Regions from separate parts of the Mus musculus genome. Here regions 2 and 3 are each linked to region 1. The links are chromatin contacts, called in public HiChIP or PLAC-seq and promoter capture Hi-C maps. All regions are on one chromosome and are shown on one strand. Each heading gives the region's core, a stretch centred on a gene start, on an enhancer-like site or on the middle of the called end of the contact. The rest is flanking DNA. Distances are from core to core; before and after follow the strand shown. Region 1 holds the start of Ola1 (Obg-like ATPase 1). Region 2 holds the start of Gorasp2 (golgi reassembly stacking protein 2). Region 3 holds the start of Dync1i2 (dynein cytoplasmic 1 intermediate chain 2).

Evidence for each region. Promoter capture Hi-C pulls out the DNA fragments that hold promoters and counts their contacts. HiChIP or PLAC-seq counts read pairs in DNA pulled down with a chosen protein or histone mark.
Region 2: a contact with region 1 is called in an H3K27ac HiChIP or PLAC-seq map of thymic regulatory T cells, with 14 times the contacts expected there. The contact joins the promoter of Gorasp2 here to the promoter of Ola1 in region 1. A contact is called at or near these places in 1 of 39 promoter capture datasets (hippocampal neurons), 1 of 484 Hi-C or Micro-C datasets (CD4 T cells), 1 of 115 datasets of contacts at active chromatin or transcription factors (thymic regulatory T cells) and 1 of 9 other capture datasets (liver).
Region 3: a promoter capture Hi-C map of liver shows a contact between it and region 1, with 4 times the contacts expected there. The contact joins the promoter of Dync1i2 here to the promoter of Ola1 in region 1. A contact is called at or near these places in 2 of 39 promoter capture datasets (liver and pre-B cells) and 1 of 115 datasets of contacts at active chromatin or transcription factors (microglia).

The regions. Positions count from the first base shown.
Region 1 is chr2:73,211,581-73,216,471 of GRCm38.p6, forward strand. Ola1 (Obg-like ATPase 1) reads right to left here and starts at 2,867. Exons shown (of 11, transcript NM_025942.2): 1 at 2,706-2,867; 2 at 1,280-1,380. The coding sequence starts at 1,380.
Region 2 is chr2:70,658,869-70,663,759 of GRCm38.p6, forward strand. It overlaps Gorasp2 (golgi reassembly stacking protein 2), which reads left to right and starts at 2,641. Exons shown (of 10, transcript NM_027352.4): 1 at 2,641-2,892. The coding sequence starts at 2,830.
Region 3 is chr2:71,209,845-71,214,735 of GRCm38.p6, forward strand. It overlaps Dync1i2 (dynein cytoplasmic 1 intermediate chain 2), which reads left to right and starts at 2,102. Exons shown (of 16, transcript NM_010064.4): 1 at 2,102-2,230; 2 at 4,595-4,711. The coding sequence starts at 4,604.

The DNA of each region.
Region 1 (4,891 bases), core at 1,617-4,116:
CTCCCAACTTACTGGCAGTACCCTACAATACTTGGCTTGATTATTTGTTTTGCTATATTTATATTTCCACTCCTTATTATTACTCTACAAGTAGACTCTAGCACAGAAGGAAACCCCTTCAAACTGTAACCCACTCTAGAAGAGGCTGAAATTTGGACAATCACACTTGCTCATGTTTTATACTTCAAGAATCCCAGACCTGGGAAGCTTGAGCACACCGTGCTGCAGTCGCTGAGGACTTTGTAACAGGAGCTCCAGCAGGCACACAGACCACCACAGCGTTTTATATACCCCTGATGTACACATCTAAAAGTACATCCCAAAATGCCCCAGTGAGCGTCATAAACCCATGCTGTGTCTATTACCTTAATCACTGAGAAAGAGAGAGAGAGATTGACTGATTGATTGATTGATTGATTGATTGACTGATTCTTGGTTCTGAGAAGAGGTTTTTCTGTAGCCCAAGCTAGCCTCAATCTCACAGGACTGCTCTTGCATTAGCCCCCAAAGTGCTAGGATAAAGATGTGAAGTGCCATGCCTGGCTAAGATAGTTTTTAAAAAATGAAAAGAACCAGGCGTGTTGGCGCACACCTTTAATCCCAGCACTTGGGAGGGAGAGGCAGGTGGATTTCTGACTTCAAGGCCAGCCTGGTGAGTGAGTTCCAGGACAGCCAGGGCTATACAGAGAAACCCTGTCTTGAAAAACCAAAAAACAAACAAACAAACAAACAAACAAAAAGGAAGGAAGGAACCGACACTGAACATTTAAGTTACACAGTTGTAAGATTAACCCCACATAATATCTTCTATCATTGTCTTCTGTGCAACTATATGGTAGGTATGGTTAACTTTAAAGACATGATAAAATACAGTACTTTGTTTTCAGAATTCCCAAGTTTAAACACCTTTTGTGTGCACACATGCGTGGCATCCATGTGCCTGTTCAGATGTGTGCAGACACGGGTGCATGCGTGTGTGCTCATGGCAGCCCAATGCTGGGGTGAAGTGTTTTCCTCAGCTGCACACCACCTTACATATAAAGCAGGGTCTGCTGCTGAACTCGGAGCTCACCACTGTGGCTAGACTGGCTTGCCAGCTTGTTCTGTGGATTCCGTTTTGGCTTTTAAATCTGCAGAAACAGGAGCCTTTTACCTACCTTCTAACAGTATATTCAAAGCAGTTACTTCTTTCTCCAATAAAATCTTGTGAGTTTCTATTTCTATAACAGGACACAAAGTTTACAAAATCAAAATAAGAAAAGTCCCAATTTTTACTTACCCAACATTTGGCAATCCAACGATACCAATTTTCAGTGAGGTTCCAAATCTTCCAATAATTGGAGGCGGTTTAATTCCATCTCCTCCCTTTTTCGGGGGCATCTAAAATATCAAAATGAACTTTTAAGACTCCCCTATAAACAAAACACATGTCTGTATACAGAATATATTACTGGGTAGTAGACAAGAAAACCTACTGTCTGTACCAATCCACAACTAAAATATGAGCAAAACCCATACTTTTTTTGAGGGGAGGGTCTCTGTAAACAGATCTGATTCTAAAATGTGTACATGTATCACTTCTGAGTAGTCCCAGAAACACTGCAGCAGCGGGAATCAAAGATAAACTTAAAACTTAGTTCCAATCCTCCGTGCTGGCTGCCGACAACCGCCTTCTTAACCTGTCATAGTATTTGAAGGAAAGCATTTGGAAGGAGAAGAGACACAAGTCTAAGGAAGCCCATTACAGAAACACCAGCAACCATGTCACCTCTCGCCAATCATTCCTCCACCGCTTGGAACCCGCCTCTCTCCACAACTCAGCGTTCACCACACTGATGGTCACTACTAGGCCTGGAGGTCCTTCGAAGCCAGACCTTTTTGCCTTTGACACTGTAGGTAAGCTTACCGTCAGTCCTTATTAAACAGTTTTTGAAACCCACACTCTACACTGGATACTTTGAAGGCACTCACCTTGTCGTTCCTTTTCAAGATCCAACCTAGAGCTTTCATGTATGCTAAAAGCAAGCGCTCTACCAGTAGGCTATATACAGCCCTATTTCAAATACCTTTTGATTGACAAGTCCAAACTTTCTGTCTTTTCTTGTCCTGGCTCCAAGGTCCACTGTGCAAAATTGATCTCACTTTTAACACTGCAACAGGAACCTACGAGGAACTGCAACCTTGCGCGTCTTAGAACCTGGAAACTAAAACTGTCCCTGCCTTCTGGCTGGTTGGACCTCCTAGAGCCACGCTGCTCCTCCCTCCTTCTCCCCACTCCGCCTGCTCCAGAAGTGATACTCCAACCTGTAATCCCAGACCGGGAGGCCAAGGATCTCCCATTTTGGGGATCCTGACACCTGTTCCGGGCCTCCAATGAACAGCTGCATGGGGAGAGCCCGTCCAGTCCTGGAGCCTACAAGGGGTGACCTACAAGGGGTGCCCCCGCAGTCCAGCCAAGCAGGACCTCCGCACACCACCCTTCCCCTCCTGACCCGGCATTGGCGTCCCGCCCTGAGGCAAGACTTTCCCCCAGACTGCGGCGAGAGCCAATCTCGTGGCCGCGCGGCCTAGTCCGAGGGCGCCTCATTCATCCACATGCCCCAAGCTGTCCGCTGCCCTCAGCCCGTCCCGGCGGCCGGTCTCCGGCCTAGCGCCAGCCTCGGAACCACTGGCCCGGGAGCCCACGGGCTCCTTCGGGGACTCACCGTGCACCGGGCTAACGATCGCACGGGGTCCCGGACTGCAAAGACCGGTGTCGCCGGCAGCCGGAGGTGGGGAAGAAGGCGGAGAGAGCGCAAGCCCGGCCCTCCGCCGAGCCGCACGCACGACGGCAGAGGCGACGGAACGGGCGGGCCGGGGCGGCACCTGTGCGCAGGCCACGCCCCCACAGGGTCACGCCCATTGGCCCGGATGCCCGGGCCCGGATGGGCGGGGCCTACGAGGAGGAGGGCGCTCAGCAGCACCGGGTTTCTGCGTCTCTCTACACGTGGGCTTCCACCGAGCCTCCAGGTTTCTTTCAGCTCCACTGCTCCGGTTCCGGGCTCCTGCTTCGTCTGGGATCTATCTTGTCCCTGACTGATCGTGCCCAGATCAGCCTTTGCTACCTGCACGGAGCCGCCCTTCTCCCCTTTCCAGTAACTTCTTTCAGATGGGTTAACGATGAGAAGCCATTAAACTTTCTTCAAGGGAAAAATGGACCAAGGAAAATTTCGGATCCAAGACGCACTTAACAGCCACAGAAGTGCATAAAACATTTAAAGAGTCACCATCTTCTTCCTCGTCGCCGCACATACATCCCTTTCCTCTGCGAGGTTAAGAACTATGAGAAGGAAACATGATTTCTTCCTGGTTCTAAAATGAGACTACTGCGATCCATCTCATAAGGCTATTGGTAGGATTAAATCAAATAATATGTATAAAGTCACCTTCTAACTACACTATGAGCTCCACTGGGACAAAAAGGTGTTTATTAGGTTTTCTCCAATGACTTTCAAGTATTTGTTACAGTGAATGTCCAGAAATTATAATTTTTTTTCAAACATACCAGTTGCAAATAAAAGAAAAGAGTGTGAATTGGTTGCTAATCCCCAATTTGCAGATGACAGAATAGTATCAGAAAAGTATCAGGTAAAGTTTCACAACTAAACTAGTGACAGAAGACACATGTCAAACCCTGATCTCTCTGCAAAAATCTGAGTTTTTTTTTTTAATTATGTTTATTGCCTATTGTATGTGTGCTTGTGTGGATTCGCTCTTGTATACAACAGTTCTGGTGAGGTCAAAGAACAGCTTGGAGTCAGTTCTCTCGTACTTTGCAGGTTCTGAGAATGAAACTCAGATTCGTAAGGCTTAGCAGCAAGCACCTCTCCATACTGAGCCATCTCACAGATCTAGAACTCTTCACTTTCTGTCAGAAACTTTTTGAATGGTGTGACTGACAAGCAGCAGCTGAGCCACTGTTTGTAATAAAATTGCATTAAGGTTTTTCTGTCACCCCGTGAGAGTGATCTTAGGAAAGCCTTAGAGCTCTTTTGATACATTTTAAAGACAGGGTCTTTGTCTTTAGTTTTGCTATTGGTTAAAGATTGTTACTGTCAAAGCAGTCACGTAAGTCCTTACTTTCTACAGTTACTAATGCACTACACACTCAGCCTAGTATCCTTGTCATCATTGTATGTGTAAAATAGACCCCAGGGATAAGCAGTACACAGCTTGTAACCGCCATCGAGCTAACGCACATGAACAGCACAGAGGTCTGAGACATTAAAAAATAACGCTATTTTCAATTACTCTGATCCCCCCCCACACACACACACACACACATATCATGGCTTTATTATGTAGCTGTGCCTTCCTCTGCTCTCATCCCCTAGCTAACAACCAAAAGCCAACTGCAGCTCTAGACACTACTAAAATGTCAGGAGTAGAAGAGGAGGAAACATGTCATCTAGTGGACCCCTAGGAAAAACAGGCAGTGTGTCTCAGAAGCCTCTAGCTGACATCTTCTGTTTCACTGGGCAAAACTAGGTGGATCCTTCATGAGTCACAGGTGAGGGGTGTTTGGAGTGTGGCGGTGCTAGGCAACAAGATAAATGAGTTACGTGCAAGGCAGGATAGAATAAGACAACACAAGATTGTATAATTTTCTTCAGAATGACATGATTTAAAACTTGGCAATTAAGCCGGGCGTGGTGGTGCACACCTTTAATCCCAGCACTCGAGAGGCAGAGGCATTCGGATTTCTCAGTTCAAGGACAGCCAGGTCTACAAAGTGAGTTCCAGGACAGCCAGGGCTATACAGAGAAACCCTGTCTCGAAAAACCACAAAAAACAAAAAACAAACAAACAAAAAAAAACCCGTGGCAATTAGTTATTTCTGGAATTTTCCGTC
Region 2 (4,891 bases), core at 1,391-3,890, 2.6 Mb before region 1:
CTCTCAGGTGTGATTCTTCTCTTGTTACTATTTTAAGCTGACAGATTAAATTTACATATACTATTTTACATATACTATTTAGATTTATATATACTATTTTATATACTATTTAGATTTATATATACTCTTTTGACACATTTATATATGTGTGTATATCCAAATTTATACACAAACACACCCATATATACATTTATACATATATATACATACATACATACATATGTGTTTCTCTGTGTCTCTGTCTTCTGTCTCTCTCTCTCTCTCTCTCTCTCTCTCGTGTGTGTGTGTCACTGTGTACTCTGGTCTCACTTTCTAACTTATTTCCTTAAGACAGGGTCTCTAGGAACCTGGCACTAGGCTGGTAGCCAGCAAGTCCCCAAGCTCTTTCTGTGTCTACCTCCCCAGTTCTGGGGCTACAGACTCCTGCAGCAATGGGTTGGCTTTTTATGTGCATTCTGGAGATCTGAACTTGAGTCTTTGTGTTTGCCCAGTGAATGACTTCACCCTGAGCCATCTCCCAACCCCTAAGCTAAAACTTTGGCATCTGAACATATCAGTACCATGAAGGAGATTATTAACTGCCCAGCAGGATAAGATGATTATCAACAAATCTAGTTCTTATATTTATTGTCTTGTATTAAATATTGATTCTTTGCATTAGCTGCCAGGCACTCCAGTACATACCAGCAACATGCAACCAACTCTGCTGCACTCCCTGCTCTTGAGAAGTCATGTGACCACACCTTTCATTTATTTAACTATGGACTCGTGGGGTCTTTGAAAGATACTATAATTGGCTTATTAGCAGCAAAGAGAGACGTGGTAATTTATTTTCAATTTTTAAACAAAAATTGTTATAAAAAGGCAGGTCCTTGAGCAGTATAGAATACATAAGAACCCAAGATAAATACATAGTTACCACTCAGAAGTCCATAGTATAGCCCCTTCTCTTATCATCCCAGACAGTCCTATGTGGAGGAATGCACTAATGTATACTTTATTTTTAAAAAATCATTTTATATGCCTATAGGCTCAGTCTGTCTTCTAACTAGCTCCCTACCTCAGTAATTATCTTCCTTTTCATTAAAAGAAATAGTCTTCTCCTAAATCTAATATTCTAGCAACCATATTCAAGTTTCTCCAATTGCACCAAAAATGCCATTTACAAGCCAGGCACAGTGGCATATCTCAGCTACTCAGAAGGCTGAGGCAGGAGAGTCACTGGGAATCAGGGATTTAAGACTAGTCAGGAGAACACAGCAAGATCCCAGCTCTCTCTCTCTCTCTCTCTCTCTCTCTCTCTCTCTCTCTCTCTCTGTGTGTGTGTGTGTGTGTGTGTGTGTGTGTGTGTGTGTCTACACTGAGGCTGGAAGAGGGTGCTAGATCCCTTCGAGCTGAAGCTATAAGCATTATAGACAGTCTATTGTCGGTGCTGGGATCTGAATTCCCATTGACATGACTGAGCAGCCAACACTTTTAACCCGTAAGCCTCCTTCCTCTTCAGCCCTAGGAATTTTTTCAGATTGGCCTTCTGTTAGCTTTTTGTCAATGACAAAAAAACGACTTAAAGGAGAAAGAAAGATTTGTTTGGCTTGTAGTTTCAGTCCATAGCTGTTGGCTCCATTATTTTGGCAAAGCTGTTCATCTCGGGGCAGCTGTGAGGCAAAGAGAGAAAGTAAGCGGCAGGGTTCTACTCCCTACTTTAAGGACAGACTCCAACTTCCTTCTACAAGGTCCATCCCTTCAAGGTTCCTCCACCTCCACAGGCTAGGGACTATGAAACCTCTGGGCTTCACTCCAGATCCCAATGCAAGCTCTTCCTGGTATTTCTTAGTTTTGTCTATGGGTATCTCTTTCAGTCCAGTCTTCTTAATTTCATATGATTCTGATTCCATATGGCGAACTGGTCAGCTGTCGGGAAGAAAGGTCCCCGTACTGTATTCCCCTGGCTCTTTAGAGCACCACTCATTTGCTCCTCTACCTATCCTTTAAACTAGACTATCTAACTGGTGGCGTGTTGGGTTAACTATGAAAAACCATTTGGGACTAGAATACTTCAGAACCCTTAATAATAGCTCACACTGCAAAACACCAAAGACAGTCAACACCTGGATGGGACACCATTACTGAAAGTCAAACTATAGCATGGGGAGGAGACGGGGCAGGGAACACTGAGAGGGGTGCAGTGGGGCAACAGGCAAAATTCCAAGGAAATCCAACCCCTGCCCCTCGCTCCTGCGTAGCTCCGTAGTGTTCTATCAGGACGAGAAGAAAAACAACAAAACAGTAACCGCTTTTATTTCAGGGAACACTGCTCTTTATAAACGTGAGCTGAGAATACCTGATATTCCAACCCCAGAAAGGCACTGTGAACTATCCTCAGGTATACAATCTTATTAAACAAGACCTAAAACAAAGCAAGCGCCAGGCGTGCTCGGCATCTGCTCCCTTCCTCTCTGGCCTCTGGTCACCAGGAGGCGCTGCGACCAAATACCCTTCTGCGAAGGTAGAAACGCGCCGAGATAAGTCTTGTCTGCTCCGGGGCCCCGTAGCGAGCCGTCGCGTTCCGGGCTGTCTTTCCGCTTTCTCGCGCTCCCTGCCTCCGCCCGCTGCGCTCTTCCGATCGTTCCCTCCGGCTCCCGTCAGGGGGCGCTGTCTGCGGCGTGGCAGCGGCCGTGGCTGCCGGGCGACGATCTCCCGGCGGGCTGTGCGGCCCGGCTCGGGCTGCTGCAAGTGCCACGTCCCAAGAGCTACGCGGAGTCGCCAAGCGGGCGGTGCGCGAGGCGGAGCAGCGCTGAGCCGGCCGGGTCGTACGGATCGCCCGCCGCCATGGGCTCCTCGCAGAGCGTCGAGATCCCGGGCGGCGGCACCGAGGGCTACCACGTTTTGCGGGTAAGGCCCGGGGGGACGCCGGGGCGGCCAGGCCCGAGTCCGCGGAGCACCCTGGGCGCGGCTGCCGGCGACGTGGCCCGGGACCCACCACCCTGGCTCCTGGCCCTCCGCACGGCCTCGCCGCGCACTGGCCTGAGCTTCAGAGTTAGGAAGAGCAAGGGGCGCCGCCTCCAGAAGGAGCCGGAACCCGTACCTGTGTTCTCGGGGAGGGTGACGGAGCCACAGGCTAAGCGGAGATGTCACGACCGGTGTCGGTTCATCTCGGCTACCCCTGGATGCTTGCAAGGGCCACCTGGACAGGGAAAGGAGCACGAACGGCCTCGGGCTAGATTTGACAGACTTAAATTTAGTTGATTTTTGATAGGACTTTTCCGTTCCGGGTCGCTCCTGACCCTTCCAGATCTCTCCAACATTTCCTGGAGGAGAGGAACTTCCGTTCTTCTTTCTAAGATGAAATAGTCGGGGAGATTGAGGTTTAGGTCCGCGGAGGAGAGTTTCCAAAATAGCCAGGCTTGATGAGGAAACGCAGCGCCAGACACCAGGGGTCAAAGACACATCCGCCTGTGAACGGTCCTTTCCTCGTGGAACCAGGAATGTGGTGACACCTGTGTGAGTGCTAACATGGGCTGTGAACAGAGTGGCCTCAGTCTGCATCGCCATTTAGGGACAATCTTCTCTGAGAGTGTGCTTGCTTACCTTCATTTTCTGCCCTGGGTCGCATGTTCTGAATGAGATAACGTTTTAAAATAGCCCAGATACCTGAACGATAGGACTGTGATTGGTCACCTGGTTGTCGGGATTGTGGTTGTCTCTCCATTCCACTCAAAAGAGACTTTTGAAGCCCTTGTTTTTCCAGGGTGTTTCTTCATATGCCATATTACTTTCCTATTTCCTTCAGCTAACCAAACTCCTAAATCCCACACTAATAGGAAACACAGGAGAAAGAACTGCTTCATCCCGGGTTCGTAGGAAAATTAATGGCGATGCTTTTTCATCTGGTCTGATTCTGAGTTGACTCATGTGAGGTGTATTATCCTGTTACTTGCAGATTCTGAGTGTGGCCATGAACCCTTAGGGAGCTGCAGTATTTTTATTATAATAAACACCCAGGGAAACCTAGTAAGACACATTAGTGTTAATGAGTAGGAAAAAAAAATAGTCTTTAGGGTCTTAGATGGATCTTCATGTCAACAGAACTTCAGTTTAATGAGCTCATTCCTATGGAAGACAGTTGAAGTATGTCGTCTTCATAGGTGTGCTTCGGAGGATTTCTGAGTGCACACATAGTTAGTACAGGTGTGTTATTACTCTCTTCCTTGAGCTTTAGAAATAGTAGGGGCAGCCCCAGTTACCAGTCTGCATCTGGAGCACAAATGTTACAAAATATGAAATCATTGTATAGAGGGTATAAACCAAGGGAGCTTTAGTGATTATGTCATGAAAGCAAATGTTTTTAAGTTTTTAACCCTCTCTCTCCCTGATTTTGCCACTCATTGCCTTACCTCTGTTTTCAGAGAGAAAAAAAGAGTTCTCTCCCTCCTATCCGTTGCTTCCTAAGGCATGGTGGTACGTCCCACTACAGACCCCGATCTTGTGAGCCAATGTGTCTATAGCAGGAAACTTTTGAGATAAACTCACCCATGTTTGAACTGATGTAATTTCACTTTCTGTGGTAACTACCAGTTTGCTGGCCGTTCACTTGTTAGTGGTAAAAACACTATTTGCTCTTCTGATGCCCGTATCTGCTGCTATCTTACAGGAATCCACATAATCAAGTAAACTTGGAGAGATTATTTTCAGTACTTACTGCTCAGCTCTGCTTTACAATCTTTGGGCAATCGGAAACAGACCCAGCAATTACTCTAAGCAGAGTACTTTATCTTCTTAGGTGCTATGAATTTCTGTCTTCCTGTCTGTTCTCTTAGGTGGCGTATACGTGTTTTTTTCTGCCTTCCCGCATGGTTCGGTGCAATTGTGATCCCATTATATATTTACTGTT
Region 3 (4,891 bases), core at 852-3,351, 2.0 Mb before region 1:
TGTACTTTAACCCTATTTTCCTCCTCCTCTTCCTCCTCTCCCTCTGTCTCCCTCTCCCTCTCTCCCTCCCTCCCCCCTCCTCCTCCTCCTCCTCCTCCTCCTCCTTCTTCTTCTTCTTCTACTCCTTCTCCTTCTCCTTCTCCTTCTCCTTCTCCTTCTCCTTCTCCTTCTCCTTCTCTTTCTCCTTCTCCTTCTCCTTCTCCTTTTTCTTCTTCTTCTTCTTCTTCTTCTTCTTCTTCTTCTTCTTCTTCTTCTTCTTCTTCTTCTTCTTCTTCTTTTTCAGTACCATGGTACTTTTCTGAATCTTGTTTTCATGATTAATTTTTTCTTTCTTTTTCCCTGGCTGTCCTGGAACTCACTCTGTAGACCAGGCTGGCCTCAAACTCAGAAATCTGCCTGCCTCTGCCTCCCAAGTGCTGCGATCAAAGGTGTGTGCTACCACTGCCCAGCCATGATTGATTTCTAATCAACTTTCCAAAATCAAAGACTCGTACCTGGAAGCATCTCTTAATGAAAGTATTTTTTTTCTTACCTACCTATTTCTATGACTTAGTTACACAATCTCATCTTAACAGTTGATGGAACTGAGAACCCAGTGTTTCTCCGTTGAGAAGAGGAAAGTTTGTTTCAGCTCTGAGAGTGTGCAGCTCCATTCCTGGTACATGATGAATGGCTACTCATAACAATTTTCAAGTGACTAAACAAAAACTATTTGGAAAGAAGGAAACAAAGTCTGCATAACTAAACGCTCTTTGAAATTTTAAAGCTTCAAATTTGAGATCAATATTAAACTTAAACAATGTTCTTCCTGTCAGTTTTCTAGAAGATAAGAAAGTAATGCTTTGGTATTACCTTTAATATTTAGCAAATAACGCTTTAATACTTGGCAAATAATGCTTCAGATTATTCAAATAAATTCTTCAAGCCACATGCATCAGCCCATGCACTTCTGGTAAATTCTTATTTCAATTATTTTCTTTATATTAAAAATCTAACCAGATCCAATAGTATAAAATGCTTTCTTACCAAACACACTTTTTGGAGGAAACTATTCTGTTATAAAATACTAGAAATTATTTTTATGCTAATTATTTTTTTGTTTTGTTTTGTTTTGTTTTGTTTTTAGAGACAGGGTTTCTCTGTATAGCCCTGGTTGTCCTGGAACTCACTTTGTAGACCAGGCTGGCCTTGAACTAAGAAATCCGCCTGCCTCTGCCACTGTCTCCGGAGTGCTGGGATTAAAGGCGTGCGCCACCATGCCCTGCTTAAATTAATATATTTTTATTTAAAGATTTATTTATTTTATTTATACAAGAACACTGTAGCTATCTTCAGACACACCAGAAGAGGGCATCAGATCTCATTACAGATGGTTGTGAGTCACCAATGTGGTCGCTGGGAATTGAACTCAGGACCTCTGGAAGAGCAGCCAGTGCTCTTAACAGTTGAGCCATCTCTCCAGCCCCAATATATGTTTATTTTTGATCTTGTGTCACATGCTACAAGAATCCTCAATAATCCATGGCCCCTGCAAATCAATCTACGAGCACATGCCTATAAATAAACTTCTTAAAATGCCCTTTTCTCAGGTTCATTATGGAAAAACAGGACTTAAGATTTTGTTAATGTTGGGCCACAGACCTTAAGCAGCACATGCTGCATTGTAATCATTGTTCCACGGAAGAAAACACCTTCAATACAAACTCTGGAATGTTCTCATTAGCATTTTAAGGGCAGAAAGATGGCCTTGGTGCTGGGGACAGGAAAGCTAAGACTGACTACATATCCCAGCATTCCTTGCCTCTAGTGGGACCACAACTCCCACAGAGCTTCGCTCGCCCAGGCAGGGCGCCTGGTTGCCGGGACTTGAAGTTCTCTGGAGGTATTGAGGGCTCCGCCCCAGGATGTGAGGTGTGGTTGTCCAGCTTTTGCCAAAGCGGAAACGCTTCGGGCCCCGGGCCGGTGTATCTGTTTCAACCGGGAGATTCTGTTTTACAAAAGGTAAGTCACGGAGAGGCCGCCCCTCTGCGCTGGGCGGCAAAGACTCTGATTCTGTGTGAGACCGCGTCTCGGCGCAGCCATTTGTCCCTCGGCTCTCGCCGTAGCGGCCGCCGCCCATCCCTCTTTGTGTGCTTGGGACGCCGCGGATCTGCGGCGGCGACAGTTGGAGAGGGACGTTCCCGGGAAGTTACCGGCCAGAGAAAGCGATCTCCACTCCGCCACCTGACAGGTCGGTCGGCCGCGCTTCCTTCAAGTCCCTTTTGCCTCTGATGGCCGCTTTGGAGCTCGTAGGGCCGCCCGGCCGATATTCTGACAGCGCCGGCCCGGGTGACTCAAAGCGGCCTGGGGAGGCCACCAGGGCCCTTGGCAACCCTTCGGGACCCTCCGCAGGCGGCCTGGACCCTCGGGATTTGTCCTGCACCCGTCTGGTGGACCTCGGACACACCCCAGCCCGGACCGCACCCTCTTGGCCTTAAGCCTAGGGAGAAAGTAATTCCTTAAGCTTTGCTTGGTTTTTATTAATAAAGATCACTACTACTTGGGTCAGTAGCAATGACCAGGCACCTAGCGTGTGTGTTGGAGGTCTCTGAACACTGTGATTGTAAACATCATTCTAGACACTTTCCTTTTTCCGGAGTTTTAAGAAAATGAACCTGTCAGTCACGGAGCAGAGGCCCTGACCTGTCTGATAATGAGGGAGCTAACTGATCGCCCGTGCTTCAGCGGGACAAAATAGTTAGAGTTGAAGGAAGAAGTATTTCTTCAAACTAGATTCCAGGCAGTATTGGTATATTGTTGACAATTGGTCCTAAACAGAAAATAATATGTATTATTTATCATACATAATACAAAAAAAAATCATACAGAGTGATGTGTATGGAAACTTTCTTCAACAGCCCTTACAGTATGAAGCTTTTTAGAGACCTGAAAAGAGTGGGTGAAGAAACACGAGCTTTGCTTTGCGAGTTTGTTCAAATGACTTGGTTGGGAGTATATATAAGAGTGTATATTCTAGCTGCATATGTATCAAAAGATGGCCTAGTCGGCCATCACTGGAAAGAGAGGCCCATTGGATACGCAAACATTGTATGCCCCAGTACAGGGGAACGCCAGGGCCAAAAAGGGGGAGTGGGTGGGTAGGGGAGTGGGGGTGGGTGGGTATGGGGGACTTTTGGTATAGCATTGGAAATGTAAATGAGCTAAATACCTAATAAAAAATGGAAAAAAAAGTGTATATTAAAGGGATTTCCTGTTACTTGCTCACTAGTTTTTGCCCACTGTCCTGTCTTTCTGAAGTACGCTACCAAGAATTCTCCCTTTTTCATTTACATAGAAGAATGTTTTTCATTTTCATAGATGAATTTTTCCTCCTTACCAAATTTGCCCTTAATCCAACTTTATTGTGATCCTAAGAGATTCCTAGACTTTTCAAGAGGTTATTAACCCAGTTTCCTTAATCAAAAGCATTTAATCCTGCAGTTGTATGGAGAGAGACACTGACAAAGGTTGAACCAGTAATGTAGAGAAGGTAACAAGGTCCTGGCTCCTACCTTACATTGAGTCCCTAGGTTACCTTTCCAGTTCAGAAAGCTCCTCGTTCCTCCCTCCCTCCTGCATAACAGTCAGTATGAGGACACGCTTGTGTTCGTAATCCCATCTACTTTGCAGATGGATCGTTTAGCAGCTGTGAGCTCAGTGTTAAGGTTGCTATGCTGTGAAGGTAACAAAAACCATAAAAACACAGCCCCCAACTCATCCAGATGACTATCTACCATGGAACATTTCAGGCCCATATAGATAATCATAAGAATGCCACAAGAAGGTGTTAGGTGGAAATATACTGTTTGATTGATTGTCATGGAACATCTATAGAATTTAAAAGAATTTTTAGGAACTTCCTGTTTAGCTATTCAGTGTTTTATTAAGTTTCTGGGAACAAAACACAGACATCTCTGGTAATAGTTTTGGTTTCATAGCTGAAGACATAAGCATTCTTTAAAAGCCTGTCTTGCCCTGTATGGCCCAGGCTGCCTGGAACTCAGAATCTTTGTGCCTCCCTCCTAGAGAGCCCAGATTACAGGTGTGAACTATCATACTCGTCTAGAACTTAAAACCAACAGTGTCGTTTGTTTTAAGCATTAGTTATGACTTTTATTATCTAGTACTCAAATACAGAGACATCAGAAAACATGGAATCTGGGTGTGCTGGCTAACTCTGGCACACCAGAGTCTGAGATAGGAGAATCGCCATGAGGACATCCTGGGCTACATTATGATTTCAAGGCCAACCTGGCTACAGTGACACATTGTTAAATTTGGGCTTAGGAACATGAAAACATCTATGTACTAGCTGTTGTGCTCAAGTTCTAGGAAATATTTCTTCATACATTTGTGTATAATTTTTCTTACATTTTAACAGTATGCATATATGGTTTTTGCTATTTTAAAAGTAGAACTTGTGTGTTCTCTATGGGTACCATTGAAATTCTTAGCTTCTTGGTACACCTCTTGAAGTACTTTTTTAAAAAAAGCCTGTTGCTTGTTCTTTTAAATCAATGTAATGATTATTGTTAATGTTGGCATGCTTTTTAAGGTCACAACCATGTCGGACAAAAGTGATTTAAAAGCTGAGTTGGAACGTAAGAAGCAACGGTTGGCCCAAATCAGAGAAGAAAAGAAGAGGAAAGAAGAGGAAAGGAAAAAAAAGGAAGTATGTTTGATTCACTAAGACAAGCAAAACCCTTGAGTATGAGTCAGGGCATTCCATAATATCGTCAGTACCAGTGCAGTTCCCAAGCTGTTATTGCCTGTGCAGCATTATCAGTGAATTGTACTTTGAAGGCAGGTGTACGAAGATGAGGAAACTGGTCCAGGGTGATGTTTTAGTGGG